Regions from separate parts of the Anas platyrhynchos genome. Here region 1 is linked to region 2. A link is a contact called in public Hi-C data. All regions are on one chromosome and are shown on one strand. The core of a region is the stretch at or near the end of the contact, and the rest is flanking DNA. Distances in the headings are between cores, read along the strand shown. Region 1 holds the start of TBC1D14 (TBC1 domain family member 14). Region 2 has its middle 6.1 kb from the start of S100P.

What was found. Hi-C and Micro-C count contacts between places; a contact is called where the count stands out from the background.
Region 1: a contact with region 2 is called in a Hi-C map of subcutaneous adipose tissue, with 2.0 times the contacts expected there. The contact joins the promoter of TBC1D14 here to the enhancer-like site in region 2. A contact is called at or near these places in 3 of 8 Hi-C or Micro-C datasets (liver, skeletal muscle and subcutaneous adipose tissue).

Annotation. Positions count from the first base shown.
Region 1 is chr4:67,878,085-67,881,896 of IASCAAS_PekinDuck_T2T, forward strand. TBC1D14 (TBC1 domain family member 14) reads left to right here and starts at 1,277. Exons shown (of 14, transcript XM_027457429.3): 1 at 1,277-1,487. The coding sequence starts at 1,292. LOC140002510 (a long non-coding RNA gene) reads right to left here and starts at 709. Exons shown (of 2, transcript XR_011809257.1): 1 at 1-709.
Region 2 is chr4:67,766,337-67,769,837 of IASCAAS_PekinDuck_T2T, forward strand. No RefSeq gene overlaps it. Among named protein-coding and RNA genes, the nearest start is that of S100P, 6.1 kb to the left of the region's middle. Within about 2 kb of position 1,760, at least 2 of the 8 cell types and tissues checked have an H3K27ac peak or open chromatin away from gene starts, as enhancers often do. A contact at or near this core is called in subcutaneous adipose tissue, where this site is marked.

The DNA of each region.
Region 1 (3,812 bases), core at 27-2,526, 110 kb after region 2:
TTAATACTGAAAAAGGAATTGGTGTATCTTCCAACATAGTATCTCTTGCATAAACTATATACATATAACTTTATACTATAACACTGTATTATAGTGTTTCAAAGGAGTTTTTCTTTTATTTACTCTGTTTTAAAGGTAATAAAAAAGGTGTCTTACAGAGGTTGGTATGATTTTCTAAGATAAGGAAAAATGTGACATTTTAACTGTTTCATATTCTTTCTGATATTCATCTTACAAATCCAGCAGAACAAATCCTCAAATTTATCTCTCTCTGAACCATGCAGAAGTATAATTTTTGGTTGTTGTTGATAAGTGCCTTCTTCTCATCTTGATAATGTGCTAATTCTCATCTTGATACCATGGGATTGCTGTCAATGGGGTCACAGTGGCAAGTACTTCAGTACAAGTTCACCTCAGACTGACAATTTATTCAGGTGTAACTTGCCCACATCAAAGCTCATATAATCGTGGCTTTGCTCTGGTTATTTAACTAATTACATTAATACAAGTTCAGATATTCCTGCATTTGCTCCATTCAAACTTCCAGCTTTATGGTAGACTCAACACGTGTGAGTGAGATTATGAGAAGTTCGTATTTACATATGCTCTTAAGGTGGATGACTGCTTTGCTACCTTAATGTATCTTAACATAATCTATAGACATGATCACCTAGAACCTTTTTTTCTGGGAGAAAAAAAAAAAAAAAGAAAAAAAAGAAAAAAAAAAAAAAAAAAGGATGAGTTTCAAACATGAGAAGGAAACATGAGCTCTACTCCTGTGAGATACCGAGTGCTTCTGACCCCTTTGATTCAGTGTGTGGGTGCACTGAGAGTTGTGTTGGTGATGCAAACATCCGAGCACTTTGAGATGGGGTAAAAGAAGGCAAATAAAGCTAAGAGAATGGAAACATAAATATACACATGCTGGAATACCATCCATCATCCTAGAGCCTCAACTTCTGGCATTATGGCCCGGTTCCACAGAAATACGGATGCACCCCCAGACCGACACTTCCCACAGTACCAAACTAGTGTAAAACACCAAATTTTGTTTTCCTTTGAAATCCAGCCCGCTGGCATCTCCTCCCCGGGGGCCATCCCACCACCATCACCTCACAGCCCCCTGCCTGGGGGGAGCCTTCGGTACAAGAGAACCCTCTCCAGGGGAACCCTTCCTCGTTGCCCCCTCAGGTTGACCCCACAACCCGGCGCGGCCTGGGCTGCGCCTGAGGCGACCCGGGCCATGCCTCCCCGGGTCCCCCCCCTTCCCCATGGCTGGAGGCGTCTCAAAATGGCGGCCAGCGGCCGCCTCCCCCGGGTGCCAGCCCGCCTCCCACCGCGCAGGCGTTCCCTCGGCCGGCGGGCGGCGCTGGGGCTGGAGGAGGAGAACGAGGAGGAGGAGGAGGAAGAAGAAGCGAAGGAGGAGGAGGCAGGGAGAGCGGGGAGTCCCGTCAGGAGCTCGGCACCTGTCCCGCCGGCGCAGCCAGGTGCCGTGCCCGCCGCGGGGGCGGGCGCCATGGGAGGCTCGGCGCTGCCCGCGGAGGGGACCCGGCGGGCGAGGGCTGCGCCGCTTCCCCTCCGCTGAAGCCGCCGCTCCTCCTCGGGGGCCGGCGAGGGGCGATGGAGCAGCCGCCGGCCGCCTCCTAGTGCCGCAGCGGGGAAGGGGCGGGCATGGCCCAGCAGGAGCAGAGCGACGGAGGGCAGCGCCGCACCGGTGAGGCGTCCAAGTTTCTGCGCGGCTCTGCCCGGGGCTAGTGTGAGGCAGGGCACGGAGCGGGGACGGCTGCGGGAACGAGGGGACATTGGGGGGGTCCCTGTGGGGGACAGGGTTCCTGTGGCACCTGGCCCCGGGTGACCGGGCCGGGGTCTCGGGGGCGGCTTCTCGGGCCCTTAAAAAGTTGGAGGAGCTGCACGGCCCCGTGGGGTGGGCTGGAGGCCTTTGGGGAAAGGCGGAGGTTGCTTGGCTGGTGCTGTGTTTATTTTACCTTTTTTTTTTTTTTTTTCATTATTATTATTTCATCAAGGCTACCGGCTAGGAGCTGTTCGCAGCGCTGAGGCAGACCTAAGGCTTGTGGAAAGGGGACAACTTTCATCTCTCCAACCCAAGCCTCTTAGGCGATTCCCGGAGACCAAACACTGAGGGACCTCGCAGCGGGGCTTGAAGTTCTTGCTGCCAACTTAACGCTGGCCTCGCGTTTTTGACTAATACTGGGGGTGTTAAAAAAAAAAAAAAAAAAAAAAAGGCCCTGTAAACTGCTTCTGGAGCGGAGGCTTCAGTGAAACACTGTGACTCAGTTGTGCTGCCTGCCTGCTGCAGCAGCAAGGTGGGAAAGCCCTCAGCAGTTTGCCTCTGAGGTGCTCTGCTCAGCAGCACAGCTCGCCCCTCCTGAGGGGAGCCGGCTGGGAGAGGGATAAACGCGCGCTCAGTGCAAAACCCCAAGTTGTTTCTCGTCTTTTTGCCGTCATGGTCTTGGCAGCGATTGCGTGTGTAGCCGTAATCGCTGTTTGTCCTGGCGGTGTGGGAAGCCGAGCTGTTTTGTAGCCTCGGGAGTGCTTCGCTGCTGGCAGCGCTGGGGCTGCTAAGGTGTGAGCACAGCCTGAGCCGGGGAGAGCTCCAGCAAACACGGCTGGGGCTGGTGCTCCCCAGCCCTTGGTAGCAGTCAGGTACAGCCTGTTTCTTTTTAATACATCAAGAAATGCTGCATAAAGAGTTTAAACCTTTCACTTAAAAAAAAAAAAATCCTTTTAAGAATTAAAAAGCAGTTGCGAGTTTCTGCAATTGAGGAAGTTCCTCACCCTAAAAATTAAAAAGAAAAAAAAAAAAAGCTGGCAGAGAGATGTGTTGAGGAGATGAGGTGATAAAAATGTTAACCCTTTTATAATTGAGCAGCATACGTAAACCATTCTTCTCCTTCCTGCGAGGCAAGGAGATACAAAGGCAGGTTCTTGGGCTGCTGTCATACCGTACCTTCGAAACTAGTTCTTTGTCGAAGGCATGTTGCAAGTCCCTGCAAGTTTAAAAGAACTTGACTTGCGTTGGCTTCTTTCTGAGCTTTGCTTTATTCTGACAGTTTGATGGTGTTAACATTTTTATTAAGAATTTACAATAAAACAGGTCAAAAAACTATGGTACATGTTTTAGAAGTTACAATCAATTGTGACTTCCTCCTACAGCATGGCTGGGTGACGTGGAAAGTCACAATCCGTTGCAGAGCTCTGCTGTTGTCAGGACGTGCCTTACATACCTTGAGCAGAATCTCAGTGATGTAGGGCCGTATGGACAGCCTTACAGGCTTGGACCAAAACCCACCTACCAGACAGAAAAAGTTAACTGCAAAAGAAGCCAGTAAGCAGGGCTAATGTTTAATGATGTTTTCCTGAGGCCCTGACACTTGCAGTTCAAGGATTTCCTGAGCTTCTTTGCATGTAGGAATCTTTAGTGATTTTTTTTTCTTTTGTGAACTTACATGTAAACTCCTAGGATCAGACAGGGTACTGTGGCAAGGAGTTGTGCAGCTCACGTACCCATTGCAAGAATCCTGATCTTAATTCTGGGCCTGGCTACAACTCTGACTTTCTTTGGTGCCCCACAGCTCTTAATGCAGGAGAAGTTAATGTGTAAACGACCCCTACCTACCTTGTCCTTGCTACTTGTGGCCTCTGTTGTGTTCTTTTGTCTCCCTTTCTCTCGTTATCTGCCTTCTGGGAGGTTAACACTAATGAGATCATGGCTCCTGTAAGATACAGGATGTTAAGGAAGACTTTACATACATTAATTTTATGCAGATATATTACCAGCTAAATAAGTCATG
Region 2 (3,501 bases), core at 510-3,009:
AATGCTCACAAGACACTGTCTTTGCCTGTGCTCCATATGTTAATGCTATGGATCCTGTCATCCTTTCCATGTACTGTGCTGCAGTTTACAAGCATGCTGGGCTGTAAAAATAAATCCTCCAGTGCTTACATCCCTGTCTTGAATGCTAAAATCTACTCCTTTGTGGAAGGGCCTGGGCTTAATGGGTCCCACTAACAAGTACGGAGCAGTTTCTCTCTTTCTCTGCTTTTTGAAATGCTGTTCTTAGCCAAAAGGCTCAATATCCTCCCCAGGGCAGGGCAGTAATCTGCCTCTCCAAGCTCGCATGGATTTATTTCCTATTACAAGATAAGGCCCTTGTACCAGTACAGTGATATTGCCGTGCAGTTGCAAGGTAGATGGGGTTGCACACTGCAACCATAGAATCACAGAAGGGTTTGGGTTGGAAAGGACCTTAAAGACAACCCAGTTAAACCCCCTGCCATGGGCAGGGACACCTCCCACCAGACCAGGCTGCCCAAAGCCCCATCCAACCATGAAATAATGCTGAGTAAGGCTGAAGCTAAGCCACAGGTTTGACCCATTCATAACCACGTGGAGGTGGGCATATGGTGAAGTGTATTCATCCTTTTGGGAACCCACTGAGAAAAATTTGGGCCTATTGGATTACTTTGGGCTGTTTTAGGCTGTCCTTTTACCTAGCCACCTTTCATGCCTCAGTTGGCTCTACGAACTAAACAGTGCAAGCACCACCTAAAACTTCATTCCTAACACCTCGGGCACAGGATCCCAGTGCATATTACTGGATGTGACAGCTGGCTGCTTCAGGAAAGGGGCTGCCCTTCTCTTCCCCATCACTGCGTGGGATGAAGTAACCACCATCCAAGGGCCGGGATTCCCCTTGGTCCCCACTAGCTGCTGGCAGGACGCTGAGCCCCTTGCCCCCCTCATACCCTTTGCCACATGTGTCTGGTGTTCACCCCAGCACCACACCAGGCACAGCGGCCACCCGCAGTGGGTGCAGGGGTGGTCCTCAAGTGCCCATCCCCTGCCCCAGGGACCACAGGAATGCGTCTCCACTCCAGCACTGCTACAGACAGAGCTCACGCAACACAACATTTAGAGCAAGGGCCCGACGTCTGTCCCCACATCATTTTGGTCATGCTGGATGACACTCGGGAGGATACTGAGGTCCCAGAGACAAGTACATCACACACATTACACCTGCAGGAGTACCATTGCTTGCTTTGTTGGCAGTGGCCATTTCTCTGCACCACCCAAGCAAGACAACTACTAAATATGAAAAGGCACAAAATTCTCGCCAAGCCAGGGATCCCAAATCAGCCTTTTCTCCTTATCTTTTCATTTGTTTGAGGCATCTTCACAGCTCTAATCCAGTATGACCACACCTGATGAGTGCTGTGCAGCTCAGCCCTTGCCAGGCTGGCAGAGCCCAGGATCCCCTCACTCACTGGTTCGTCAGGGCTCACCTGAGAAAAGCACTTTCCTCATTGTGAAGGCAGTTGATTATCATTTATGAATTATATGAATGTTACATATTCAGAGGTATTTACAGAGGAAAATTTCATGCATAGCATGGCTGGGTAGCCAGCTATATAAACCATCCTCAGCTGAGGAAATTCAGTTGTGTTCGTTACTTTATTTTAAAAAATGTATTTATCCTTTTATCATTTAGCATTAGTATCTAAAAGGTTTCCTCTGCATTGCTTCACATCCATCCTCACAGAAATTATGGTTTGTTACCACTGTGTGGCACTACATGCAGCCATTTCAGTGCCTGCTGAGTCTAAAACTCTCCATCACAACTGAGGCAGAATTTGAACTGGTGGTAAAACTCAAAACAAAACACAGGTGTGCTTTGCACCGTGGCAATCTCCTCTCTGAATCATCGCTGTATGTCCCATGGAGAGCAGGACAATTTGTCCACAATGGGCATTTCACCGAGCCCTGTGGAGACTGCACCTCCTGGGCATTGCTGTACCCTGCAGCCACCCAAGGAGTGCTGCCCCTTGCTTGCCAGTCTCAGGTCTCTGGGGAAATCACCGCAGCACAGTTCAAAACACCACTGTGATCCCCTTTCAAATGCATCTTTTAAAGAGCACACAGGTGAAAAGCTGTCCTGTCAGCCAAGAGATTCACCTTATTACTCCATTTTATGTCTAATTTCAAAGAACGCACTGTTCGGTGGTGAGAGCTGTATCCCATTATGAGCAGTACTGTAATTTATCCTAAATTGCACTCTTATTTCCTAGACTCCCTGCTTCTGGTGTCTGCTAGCCTCACAACTGCACTCACTCTCTAATTCCATTTTGCCCCTTTTCCTGATTTTGTGAGGTTTTACCCGTGCTTGTAAGACATTTGAAGGCCTGCTTTACTCCACTTGGCCACAGTACAAAGCTAAACCCTTTTTGACCCATCACCCCCACAGACTCTGAAACACCCTAAATGTTAGCACAGTGCTGAGCTAAAGCATGCTGCCTTTTGTGGGGGAGGACCTGAGCTTTCTCTCTTGCCACCAACTTAAGCATGCTAGGAAGAGAGTGGGATATCATTTTTTTCATTGTTCCTGCAGCCCCCAATCCTGTAAACCCTTAGGTTTGTGTTTAACTCCCATCAGGTCCCAAGGTCCCACCAGCGGTACCTGTGGGGATACCTGGAGAGCTACAGGAGCACCCCTGGGATTGCAGAGCCCTGCTTACTCCAGGGCCATGGGCTGATTGGAGAACCAGAGGGAGCCTCCCATGTTCACTGCTGCAGAGAGGGGGACAAAAAGGATTTGTATTTTTTTGGTGTTTTGTTGTGTGTGTTGTTTTTTTGTTTTGTTTTTTTTTTTAACCTGCAGATCTTTCAAAAGCTCTAACTCTGTGATGAATATTCATTTCAATGTAGTACTGAAAATTCAACTGATGACACCTCAAAGAGAAAATGATCCAGGAATAAAAGAAATTAACATATAGCTCCCACCTTAGCCTAGAACAAAAGTGACTTTTCAGAATATATTATTCAACCTAAAAGCATTTCGGTAGAGACACTTTAATATCTTTCAATCCACTGATTTTCTTCCCCAGTACTATTAATTTCCTCCAAATCTACCCAGAATGTGCCATGCATTTCCTTCCCTGGATAAACTTTTATAATTCAGAGTTTGAGTTGCAGAGATGCTAGACCTGTTTTTGTGCCTACAGGTTAATCTTAGCTCTTAGGCCCGAGTATTATGCGGGACAAGATCATTTAAGAAACAGTATAAGGCAGCTTCAAGGGAAAGAAAACGATAAGATAAATAGCAGCTCAGCAAATATGAGCTAACAGTTGCTGGCAGCAAACATTTCGTTTAGTTTTGTTAACAGAAAATAAAAGATTTGGGAGAAAAATTATTACAAATAAAGATTTGGGAAATCATCTGTGGTGAGTTTCAAATTAGGCAAGGCTTATAAAGGCAAGACTACCAAATAGGTAGTTTTATTACCTTCCACAGAACAATATACATTTACATTAACAGAA